2 separate regions of the Mus musculus genome follow, and region 1 is linked to region 2. A link is a contact called in public HiCAR-type data. All regions are on one chromosome and are shown on one strand. Each heading gives the region's core, a stretch centred on a gene start, on an enhancer-like site or on the middle of the called end of the contact. The rest is flanking DNA. Distances are from core to core; before and after follow the strand shown.

Region 1 (5,812 bases), core at 2,452-4,951, 640 kb after region 2:
AATGAACCCACACACCTATGGTCACTTGATCTTTGACAAGGGAGCTAAAACCATCCAGTGGAAAATAGACAGCATTTTCAACAAATGGTGCTGGCAGAACTGGCAGTAGCTCCCTTTTATATTGCACGGCTGCACAGGTATACTATTTAGGTGCCTCTGAGATGAAGAATGCCAAGGTCTAGTCCCCACAACAATTCTCATCAGACAAGCAGGGCTGGGGCACATCTCAAACAAGTTTGCACAACAGAGGGTGTGAAGGGGCGAGGGGCAGACTACCTGGCATCAAACCTGGCTTTATCAGCACCATCCACAGTGGGAAATCCTCGTGTCTGCCTCCTTGGATGAAAACAGGGATTAGACCCATCTGGTATTGAGGGGAGTTAATGAAATTAAGGCACCTGGCATTTACTGAACACTTCTTTAAGGCAGGCAAAGCACCATAGAGAAATGTCATAGCTATTCAGAGAAGACAACTGGGCTGCAAGGCTGGACAGCCCAGACCAGCTCTGACAAGATGGATAAGATATATACAGGCAGGGACACTCATGATATTCACAGAGTTTTCCACACATAGGGATGGAGGTTCACAGATCTCTCTGGGGATACACTGAGGTGTTCAAGAAGCTGAGTTAGTTCAAATCGTCTGATGGTGGGCAGAATGTCGGCACCTGCCCAGTACACCTCTCATCAAATCTGGCATCTTCTTCTCATTATCTACAGGATTCCAGCTTCCAGTATTGTGGACCCAGGGCTGTGTGTTCCTTACAGTGCACTCTAGGGATCTGTATGCCTAATACAGGCAGCGCTAACATAGGCTCTGGGGGTCTGGATTGGAGCTGGGACCTCCAATCCACACCTGCGTTGACATCACCAGGCCTCACCTGCCGGAGCGGAAGGCCTGAGGATCTTGGGGCGCTGGGGGCGGGGGCCATCTGCTCCAGCCCCACAAATGAGTCCTTCTCCCAGAGAGTGAGAGCCGGTTGATTAAAATGCAGCCCGCTGCCAGAGGGCGAGGCGCGCAGCTGGACAGCAGCTTCTCCGGAGCATTTGCAAAAGCCTCTCTCACAGCTGGAGCGACAGTTGCCCCTGCGCCACTGGCCGGCCATTGTGAACTGCAAAGAGTCCTTCTTTGGGCGGAAGCAGAAGTTCACCCAGCTGTCAAATATTTGAAATGTAAAAAGCTCAGGGTGCTGGGGGAAGGGAGAAGACACAGACCACGTCAGAGGAAATGCAAGCTGCCCAGGGGTGGAGGAAGCCGTGGGCTGAGAGTTCACTTTGAGCAATCAATAAGGCCTTCAGAGTCAGAAGAGTAAGACAGTTCCGGAGAGGGCAGAGCCGCCAGAGGCTCAGGATGGCAAGAGCCAGCCGGGGCTGGAAGCTACTCAGATCGCCCCAGCCCCAGTGGTGACAGGGCTTCTGAAGGACAGATGGCATTTCCTGGATCCCTCTTGGCTGCTCCCCTCCTACCGACAGGGTGGTTCCTCTGTAGAACACCTGCTCTGGCTTCATACCCTTTACATTGCACTGTAAAGCTGGGACCCAAAGCATCACTCGGGGCGTGAACCTATAGTGCAGCCTCCCTTCCTGTCTCTGGGTACCACTTCCTTCTCTCCTTGGCTTCCCTTGCTCTCTGGGCAGTCTTCAAAACAAGCTTGGGGTCCAGATCCCTTGCTTATCACAGGACCAGCACAGAGCATCGATTGGTTTTGCTTCCATTTACAGTCCTTAACATTTTAAAACTCCGTATTGACTGTGGCAAAAACTTCTTTATGTAATCCACTAGGAAAGGGTAAAGCTGTCAAACCTGCTAGAATTCCCAGGTCCAGCACAGCAGGCTGATGAAGACCCATGCAGCTATGCTTACACACTCTACTCCAAGTTTCTGAATCCTAAGAGTACCTGAGCAGGCTTTGGGCCAAGCAGGATATCTCTCTTGGGCAGTAGAGGAACCCGAGATGTGTCCCCATCAAAGGCAGGTTCTCTTATTGTCACACTTTTGATTGGCTTGTCTGCACTTTGCAGCCTGCTTGGTGGCTTAGTCTTGCTTCTGTTCCTACACACACACACACACACACACACACACACACACTAAAGCAGGCCTCTTTGCATTTGAGGGTTTTGTTTCTCCCTCTCTGTCTCTGTCTCTGTCTCTCTGTCTCTCTCTGTCTCTCTCTCTCTCTCTCTCTCTCTCTCTGTGTGTGTGTGTGTGTGTGCGCGCGCGCGTGTGTTATCAGGCTTCTTCTTATAAAAAAATGCATAACTATATACTAGTCCCTGTTCACAAAGTCATCACGGTCCACAACATGACCTAAGTGGAACTCACGGAGGTCCTGTCTACCCTCAGCAGTCTCCAGAGGGTTCTGGTTAGCCTGTCTCCACCCTTCTCTGGAGTTGCTACCTGCCACTTCCAGGCTTTACTTAAATCTCATCCTGAAATGTTGGAGTTCAAGAGAAGAGAGATGCAGAGAGCTGTTACCTATCCCAGAGGAGCCAAAGACCACATGTCCATCATAGCGGGCCTGCAAAGCAGGCCTCCCCTCTCTTGAAATGTTCTTGAGGTCTTTACAACGTCTGAACACTGGAGAGGAGCCACACCTGCATTTCTCTTGGGAATGTTCCTCATTTTATCAATGAAATCCAAACAGAATGGATAAGTTCGTATTGGAGAACGGAGCTTGAAGGCAGAAAGGAGTTAGCATCCTACAGCAGCAGGGATGGATGCTCAGCCCTAGGTATGGGGGACTCTGAACAAAGATGGGGTGAGGAACATACAGCTCTTTGAGTGCTATTACCCAGGACCTGGGATGGGGACCTGAGTGGTATCTAAGACAGAAGAAGAGTGCCATGTGACAGAGGTGTGTGGTGGTGGTAGAGTTACAACTTCTAAGAAAAAAGAATGATGTATTTGGCTATAGAAACAAGGAGACCCTCAGTGCTGAAATACTGTTTCTGAGCCAGTCATTCAGTGGACAATAGTGTCATCTGCCCACAATAGTGGACAAATCCATCTTTTTGTCTCCCCAAGACTCCCAGTACAAAGTGGACAGAATTGACCAGGGAACCTCAGAGAATGAGAGAGGAGTTTCCTGTCTCCAACCCTCCCAAGAGTCACAAAGCCAAGCATAGAGAGGGATTTGGATCTGAGGTTCTTTAGCTTCACTCAGTCACTTGCCTGGTGGCTTCTTATGTCATCCCTCAGAGCCTAAACATGATTTTTGTGGCCATAGCAAGACCTCCATCTGAAACTGAGGATCAAGAACTTGCACCCCATTCTGGAATACGGCACCTGCCCATCTATGAGGACTTTCCAATGCACCACGTTGTTAATAAACTGGAGATAGGGAAGGTTTCTATGTTATAGAAATTGCCAATTACATGATTGTTTTCCTATTGCCGACGAAACATCATGAAGGCAATAAAGAGGAAGAGATATAACTCTTTTGTATGATTTACAAATGACTCCAGTAGATAAAAAGAACCTGAGGGCAGGGGGAGAGAAACCAAGTAGAGTGTGCAGAACTTCACCGGGCGCTACAACAAACAATGGGTGTAGAGAAAGTCAGAGCTGGTTTTTGCACAACCAATCAGCCAGCTAGAAAAACAGTAGTGAGTAAAAATACCCTGGCAGGGGTGATGCTACCCATAAAGTCTTGGGGTTACCAAGTAAGATAATGTGTCAGAGACAAACTAGATAGGCAGCAGAGATAGATGCTTCTCTTCCCGGGTGCTGAGAAGCAGCCTCTAGATCCCCAGCCAACGGGGACATTCGTGACTCAGGATGTCATAGTTGTTGCTGATGTTTTACTGTTCTGTTTCTTTATACATAGAGAGGAAATTCTCAACTCAAGTGATCAGTTAGCAGAGTAACAACCATAGAATATGAATTTGGAAATTCATAATCACTTCTGAGGGCAGGCAGAGAGAATAGCTTCAACAAGGTTTTGTATTCAGAGAAATGGGGAATGACAATCAGGGCACAATGATTTGTTGGATATAAATGGGGGTGTAAAAAAAGCCATATATATGTACATAGTAGCCCCTTCCTTTCCTGGGTGGGAATTAGGAATACAGAGGAGCTGTGAGAAGATACCAAGACATCATGATTGACGGATTGATGCTGCCCTTGGGAATTGTAGGCTGAGAGTCTCATTGGTGGGATGAGAGGACTAGGAGCTCAGGAGAGGAGCCCAGGGTGTACCCCTTTGGGTCTTTGGTCTTCACTATTCTCCACTCCACAGAGCAAAGCCATACCAAAATGGGTATTTGAGTATAACCATCCATACATAGAACATCTCTCTTAAGTGTAATTGAAATAAAACTCTCTGGGTGATCAACAAGCCTAAAGACCTTGTCCTGAAAGAGCAACTATGAGACCCCTCAGAGCAACTTTCTAGAGGGGACTCACCTACCCCTGCAGCTGAGTTCCTTATTTACAGCCACATAAAATTCACTAATCACCTGAATTTTGTTGCAACACAGTGCCATCTAGTGCCCAGTCTGGCTAACACCAAGGGACTGTTCCCCAGGGAAGTATTGACTCGCCTCGGAATCTAAGCTTCTGGGCTGGACATCAGGCATTTTGGAAGAAACACTAAGTTTTCTGACCTCCCCTCACTCCCAGCAGGTGGAGAAACTGTGTCTACAGACAGACAAGAGCTCCTGACACAAACAGACCGGAGCTCACATGCTCAAAGCAGTCAAGGTCCTGGTCCTCAAGTTCCAGTCAGAAGCTGTGCCTGTAAAACAGAGTATTCGTCTTCTTCCATGGGGGAAGTCTACTCTCACAGATTTGCCTTTAACTAGGGGTTTGGGTCAATTGTGATGCAGTTAGAAGAACTTGAATAGTCAGCTTGCTTGTTTAATTCATCATTAAAATTTTACATATAAAATAATTATCCTATTTTAAAAAAAACCCTCTGGCTTGAAATTTCAAGACTGGTTTTAGACATACTCTGAGTGGTTAGGCTCAGAATATGTAAGACGGAAACAAAGCATGCGACCCCAGCCCTCAAACACTGCCACACACATTGCAGCCTTCCTGGACTTGCAGGTGGAAGTGATGAGCAGTTCACTACAGGTAAGGCAATCCCTGATCTTGTCTTGCTGCCTTTATGTATCTGCGATGTTCCCTTACTTAAGGGAGACACTTGAGCTTCTAAGCCACACTGAAACCCAGGCGTGAAGCCAGAACTCCCCAGCACATTTTATCCAGGCACACAGGGAGTGTTTTACGTATCTTATCCTGTTAACCTTGCAGCGTTACTTTCAGACATGTGCTGCTTTCTGCATCATACGAATGAGGAAAAATGGGCAAAGAGAAACAAGCATGAATGTGAAGGTGGTCAGCGTGTACATGCCAGTCCTGTGGGTAGATGGGAGAGGGGACAAGGCTCTGAGCCCAAGAAGGCTTTGGGCAGACACAGAAGCTGTTGTGAATGAACTCTGCACCAGTGCCCTGCACCTTCAATGAAGTGCAAGGTAATATAGTTAGGTACATCTGTCTCTGTGCATACATGTCTAGCTCTATATAGGTAGTGTCTGTCATTTACCTCTATTATGTCACCTATCTATCGTCTGTCATGATTTTATTATCTATCTACCTATAATCTACTACCTATTGCCTATCTACTTATATATAATACATATGTAATATGAGTATATATAATGATATATAATATATTATATATGGGTTATTTTAATATATATTATATAAACTCTATCATTATCCTTCTATCATGTACCCCCTATTTTCTATTGTTTTACTATCTATCTATCTATCTATCTATCTATCTATCTATCTATCATCTATTAT
Region 2 (5,310 bases), core at 201-2,700:
CATAGAGAAGAGGACACCATGTAGAAATGACCTGTAGAAGGTTGTGGCCTGGGTCTATGTTGGATGAGCATAGAGACACCTCCACTGACATCTCATAGGACACAAGAGTGTCTGGTGGGCTGCACTTCGCTTAGAGGAGTGGGTCAGAGGAGAGAGGGTGGGTGTGTTCTATGGAGCCGAATACTTGACAGCGCCTTCTAAAAATTCCCAGAGGTTGGGGTCCAGAGAAGAGCACTCAGTGCCTTTTCTATCTCAGCAGTTAAAGTCAAATCCTTTTTATTCCATCACCCTGTTCTTGGACTTGTCCATAAGATTTTAGTTTGTTAACTTCCTGGTCTAGAATATCCTCCAAGGGTAGGATAGATAAACCACCTTATGATGCCCTGTGACTTGCCTGCTGCTTCGATCTGGCCTACACAATCTGTCTCCATGGAACAATAGATATCGATCAGTACACTTGAACTACCTGATACAGAGTATCTGCATATCTCCATAGATACTAGGTGTCTTAGGGTTTCTGTTGTCAATATAGTGGGAACATGGCAACACATAGGCAGACATGATGCCGAAAATATTACAGAGTTCTACATCTGGATTGGCAGGTCACAGGAAGAGACCATCCTACTAGGGCTGACTTGAGCATTTGAGATCTCAAAGCCCACCTCAGTGAAGTGCTTTCTCCAATAAGGTCACACTTAACTCTAACAAGGCCACACCTCCTAATTTAGTGTCATTCCCTATGTGTCTATAGAGTCCATTTCCTTTCAAACCGCCATACAAGGTATGATGATTAGTGTTACTTGTGAACTTGACAGAATCAAGACCAGCTGAGAGATGGGTTTCTGGATATGTTGGTTGGGGACTGATGTGGATCATTCCTTGGCTGGGACCCTGGACTGTGGAAAAAGGGCACACGGATCACTTATGCAGTTCTTCTTCTGACTGGGGCCATAATGTCTTTTTAGCTTCTGCTGCCTTGACTTCCAAACTGTGGTAGACTGTGTCTCAAAGGGTGAGCTGACATAAATCCTTCCTCTCTTAATTTGCTCTTGTCGGGGCATTTTTTCCCCCAGCAATAGGAAAAGAAACGAAGACAGTGGGAAACAGAAGTTGTAGTGTGGCCTGTCCTGACTGAGAACATCCAGTGTTCATTGAACAGTGGCAGAAGGATACTTCCTGAGATGAAGGCTCTCTTCTCACGTCAAGGGCTGCAGAAAGTGAGGGAGAGTTCAGAAGCTCCACCTGTGCTGGTGGCTGGGTTGGGGGAGCGTGAGAGTTGGCCTTAGGTGTGAAGCTGTACTGTGGAGAACTGCAGTGGAACAGAGTTGGACCTGCAGAGAGGTGCAAAGGGCTCTTCGCTTCATGCATGCAGAGTGCTTACACAGGAGGAAGCAAAGAGCTGCTATTTTAAAGGAGAGCTGCAGTTTGCACTTGCGGCTTTAGGCTTTAGAGCTGTGGTTCTTGGTCAGCCACATCCTTGTATGCAAGTCTCTGAACTCCCCATACAGCAGCTGTAGCACAGTGGGCCAAGGGAAGAATCCAGGAGGTGATTCTGATGCAACAGCTTCTATAGAAATTAGTTCCTAGAGCCTTGCGAGGACACACTGCCTCTTTCTTCAGAGCAGCCTAGGAATCTCCTCTCAGGCTGTGAGTTCAGGGCAAGATTTGGGGGACTGTTCTGAGACACTGAAGCCAAAGGATACCAGCATTTTGTAGGAAAGGAAATAGGAAGAGCAGGTCATTTGGATGTAGTAATAACAAACCCAGGGAGTGAAGATTTCAGTCAAGAATTATAGCAGCTGGGTTAAGAGTCTATTGAGAGATCTGTCTATCCCTGCAGTCTAGGCAACTCTTAGATCAGTGCTTCTCAATCTATGGAACACAATCCCCACACGGGTTACATATCAGACATCCTGCATGTCAGATATTTACATTGTGATTTATAACAGCAGCAAAGTTACAGTTATAAAGTAGTAATGAAATAATTTTATGCTTGGGGGGTCACCACAACATGAAGAACTTTATTTAAAAGGGTTGCAGCATTAGGAAGGTTGAGGACACTGCCTTAGATCATCAGTACTATCCTTAGTATGGGGTTACTGATCAATCTCTGATTCTAGGAAGTAGCTCTGTTCTTTTATACCCTGCCCTTCAGTCAAAGCACCGGATCTGAGATATTTGGGAGTATTCATAGTCTGGAGTCCTGCCTACATTGGAGTAGAGTGGCAAGAAAGACAGATGTGTTGGTGGTTTCATTTTCTTGAGACAAGAATAGGATGATAGGACTGTAGACTAGGTGGTTGAAAGCAACATAAATGTGTTCTGTCATAGCTTTGAAAGACAGGACTTCAAAAATGGCGTGGCAGCAGAGTTACACATTGAAAGGTTAGGGAGGATCCTTCCAAGTCTCTTCCAGCTCCCAGTGTTGTCTGGCTATGATTGACAGTCTTCTCTGCCAACTTCAGTACACTTATAATCACCATGGAGACACATCTTTGTGTGTGTGTGTCTGAGGGAGTTTCCAGAGGGGTTTAGATTATAGAGAGGAAAACCCATCTGGAATGTGGGTGGCATCAGCCCATACTACAGGGTTTGGGACTGAATGAAATGGGGAAATAGAACAAGGTGAAGTGATACCACCATCTATATCTTTGTTTCATCACTATTGATATAACGGGACCAGCAACATTATATTCTAGCTCCCACGATTTTCTTACCATGATGGACCATGCCCTCGAACTGTGAGACAAAGTAAACTACTCTTCCTTCATTTGGCTGCCCCTCCCCCACGCTCTGTCATAGCAAATGAGAAAAGCAAGCTCTACACAAACATCCATGATGCCTCTTGGCTTGTGGCAGCCTCACTCTGCTCTGTCTCTGCTGACCCATTGCTTTTCCAATGAGTCACATCCAAATTTTCCTCTTTTTATAAAGTCGTTAGTCTTATTGGACCAAGCCCCCCCCCCCTTTTAATAATAATGGCTCCTTTTAACTTAGTGTCATCTCTGAGGATTCTATTTCCAAATAAGGTCACATTCACAGGCACCAAGTGTTTAGAACTTAGACTTCCACTTTGAGGGAAGCATAGCTCAACCCACTGTAATGCCAGATGTGAGCGTGCACCCATTCTGTAATTCCACCATTGCTCAGAAGCTCTGAAAATGTTTGGGAGATGGTATTTCTGGGAGAGCTATCAGCAGTCTGTGAGATTATAGTTTGGGTATTTTGTTAGGCTATTACAGGACGAGGTGACCCCAGATGAACTTGGGGCCATTCTTGTGTATGTGTCATGAGCGGTCAGTCCTTGGCGTGTTCTTCATCAACGGCATTACCTAATGTCACTGGTACTGAGGCCAAGGGCATGTTATCCTTCAGGATTTGAGAGCTTGTCTGGGGCCAGACTGAGTTCTACACACTGAGTCACATTGAACCAATGCTTCCGTGTCCACAGGGTAAAGTGGGATTATCTGTGGCTGCTATGCAGAATCAGAGCACCCTCATTTCACCAAGATTTGGTACAAAAGGAAGAGAGAGGGTGACATAGTCTCCTTGGTTGGTAGTTGCAATGCTTTGGAACCGGGTCACATTCTGATGTCTGTTGGATCATAAACACCTGGCCCCTAAAGCAGCCGTAGTTCATTTCATTTTTAAAGAGCGGAATGGCAAATTTAAAATTCAAATTCATAGCAACAGCAGGGAGAGAGCACAGCTATAAAAGTGTTTCAGACTACAGTGTTTTAAATGAAGGTTAATTTCCTGATAAAGTAGGAAATGAAGAAAAAATTATCTCCCTGCACGCAAGCATGGTTTAGAATACTATAGCTCAATTAGATATTCTGCTTGTGCAAACAATCAGCCTCGTGTCTTGTTAAACTTCTTCTTTTCAAATTATGAAGCTTTTCTCTGCTAAGATTAGTGGGGATATTAAGGCTACCACGGATGAAAGATCCATCTAAGCCAGGAGGAAGATGATAACTCGAGAGGACTCAAAACTAAACGAACTCCGGAAAATTCCACTGTGTAGCCAACATTATTAAAAAGTTGTTCCACATGGAAATTAACTCCCAGGCTTCAAGTAGAAAAGTTATTATTCTTTGCTCTCTCTACCTCAAGTTATCAAGCACCTTTTGCTCAATGGATTTTGCTTTGCACAGACTCACATGTACATTAGCCATGTTAACAGACTCAGGAAAGGTGCCATTGAAAGCCATTTCTGGTGGTTAGAATGATTACCCCATGTGGGCTAAGTTGGAAGAGAAGACAAGAGAAGACCCTTGGCATTGTGTGATTGCTGCCATAAATCAAATATGACGCTAGAAGTTTCAATGAGCATATTGGGAATCTCACTGATTCCCAAGTCTTTTTATGAACACTCCCTGGGTTGTTTGCAGAACAAAGAAATGGGCAGTCATTTTGTATGTGCCTCTTTTGCTTCTAGGACCAGTAGTAAAACTGAAGAATATGCTGAGAGACTTTGCTCACAAGCAATGCAGTCATTATCTTGGTGAGATGTTTGGTTCCTGTCATGGCTCGTTCCCTCCTCATTCCTATTCTCTGTGTTGTTTCTTCATCCCCAGCCTGTGACAGTCCCCAGTGACAGTCCCCAAACATACCACCTCCCTAGGACAGTTCGTAGCGTGTGAAGCTCCTAGTCTTTGTGCTCTTGTCCTCCTCACACACTGCATCCCCTCTGAGACTTGCTGGCTATCTTCTCTAGGCTACTCTGTACTTCTCCTTCCTGCTGTATGCCAGTTTCAAGGCCCTTTGTCTCAGAAGTCTCTTCCTGATGTTCAGCCTTCTACCCAACAATCCAGGTACCTCTCCCCTGTCTACTCTTGGCCCGCTCACCCCCATCTCACCTTAGCCCCATAGTATTGTCTCCAACCACACTGCTTCTTGGCTACCTCCATCCTGAACTACCAGCAAGGTCAGGTGTGTACTGGTGTCGCCAACAGGTGGCAACTGACAGAGTGTGTGTTCCTGTGGTTTAGTTTGCTCACTGTGAGAATAATATCTGAGTATCTTTGAGAGACTTCAGAGGACATCCATGCAGACTCCGTTTTGAGAATGAGACACACCTCCTCTGAAATCCCAAGATAACTGATAGTAAAAGTCCTGAGGATGGGGCAGCATGATGGATGCTCGGACAAAGGCTGCTATGTTCAAATCTGGGGATGGGGTGTGTGCCTGGCTGAATGGCTGGCATTTTAGGTGTACTAATGACCGGTAACTGGACTGAAATTCTAATTTCTTACTGTGGTCAAATACAATGAATTATTAAAAGCAGCAGTGGGAGAAACAAAATGGTAC

Evidence for each region. HiCAR-type assays count read pairs that join an accessible place to other places.
Region 1: a contact with region 2 is called in a HiCAR-type map of Th2 cells, with 7 times the contacts expected there. The contact joins two enhancer-like sites. A contact is called at or near these places in 18 of 484 Hi-C or Micro-C datasets (B cells, CD4 T cells, CD8 T cells and 8 more) and 6 of 115 datasets of contacts at active chromatin or transcription factors (CD8 T cells, T-cell acute lymphoblastic leukemia, Th2 cells and 3 more).

What each region holds. Positions count from the first base shown.
Region 1 is chr12:26,067,275-26,073,086 of GRCm38.p6, forward strand. No RefSeq gene overlaps it. Among named protein-coding and RNA genes, the nearest start is that of Gm29835, 91 kb to the left of the region's middle. Within about 2 kb of position 3,702, at least 17 of the 459 cell types and tissues checked have an H3K27ac peak or open chromatin away from gene starts, as enhancers often do. A contact at or near this core is called in CD8 T cells, Th1 cells, Th2 cells and 1 more, where this site is marked.
Region 2 is chr12:25,429,696-25,435,005 of GRCm38.p6, forward strand. All of the region lies in intron 9 of Gm36723 (a long non-coding RNA gene), which reads left to right. Among named protein-coding and RNA genes, the nearest start is that of Gm36886, 42 kb to the right of the region's middle. Within about 2 kb of position 1,451, at least 46 of the 459 cell types and tissues checked have an H3K27ac peak or open chromatin away from gene starts, as enhancers often do. A contact at or near this core is called in CD8 T cells, Th1 cells, Th2 cells and 1 more, where this site is marked.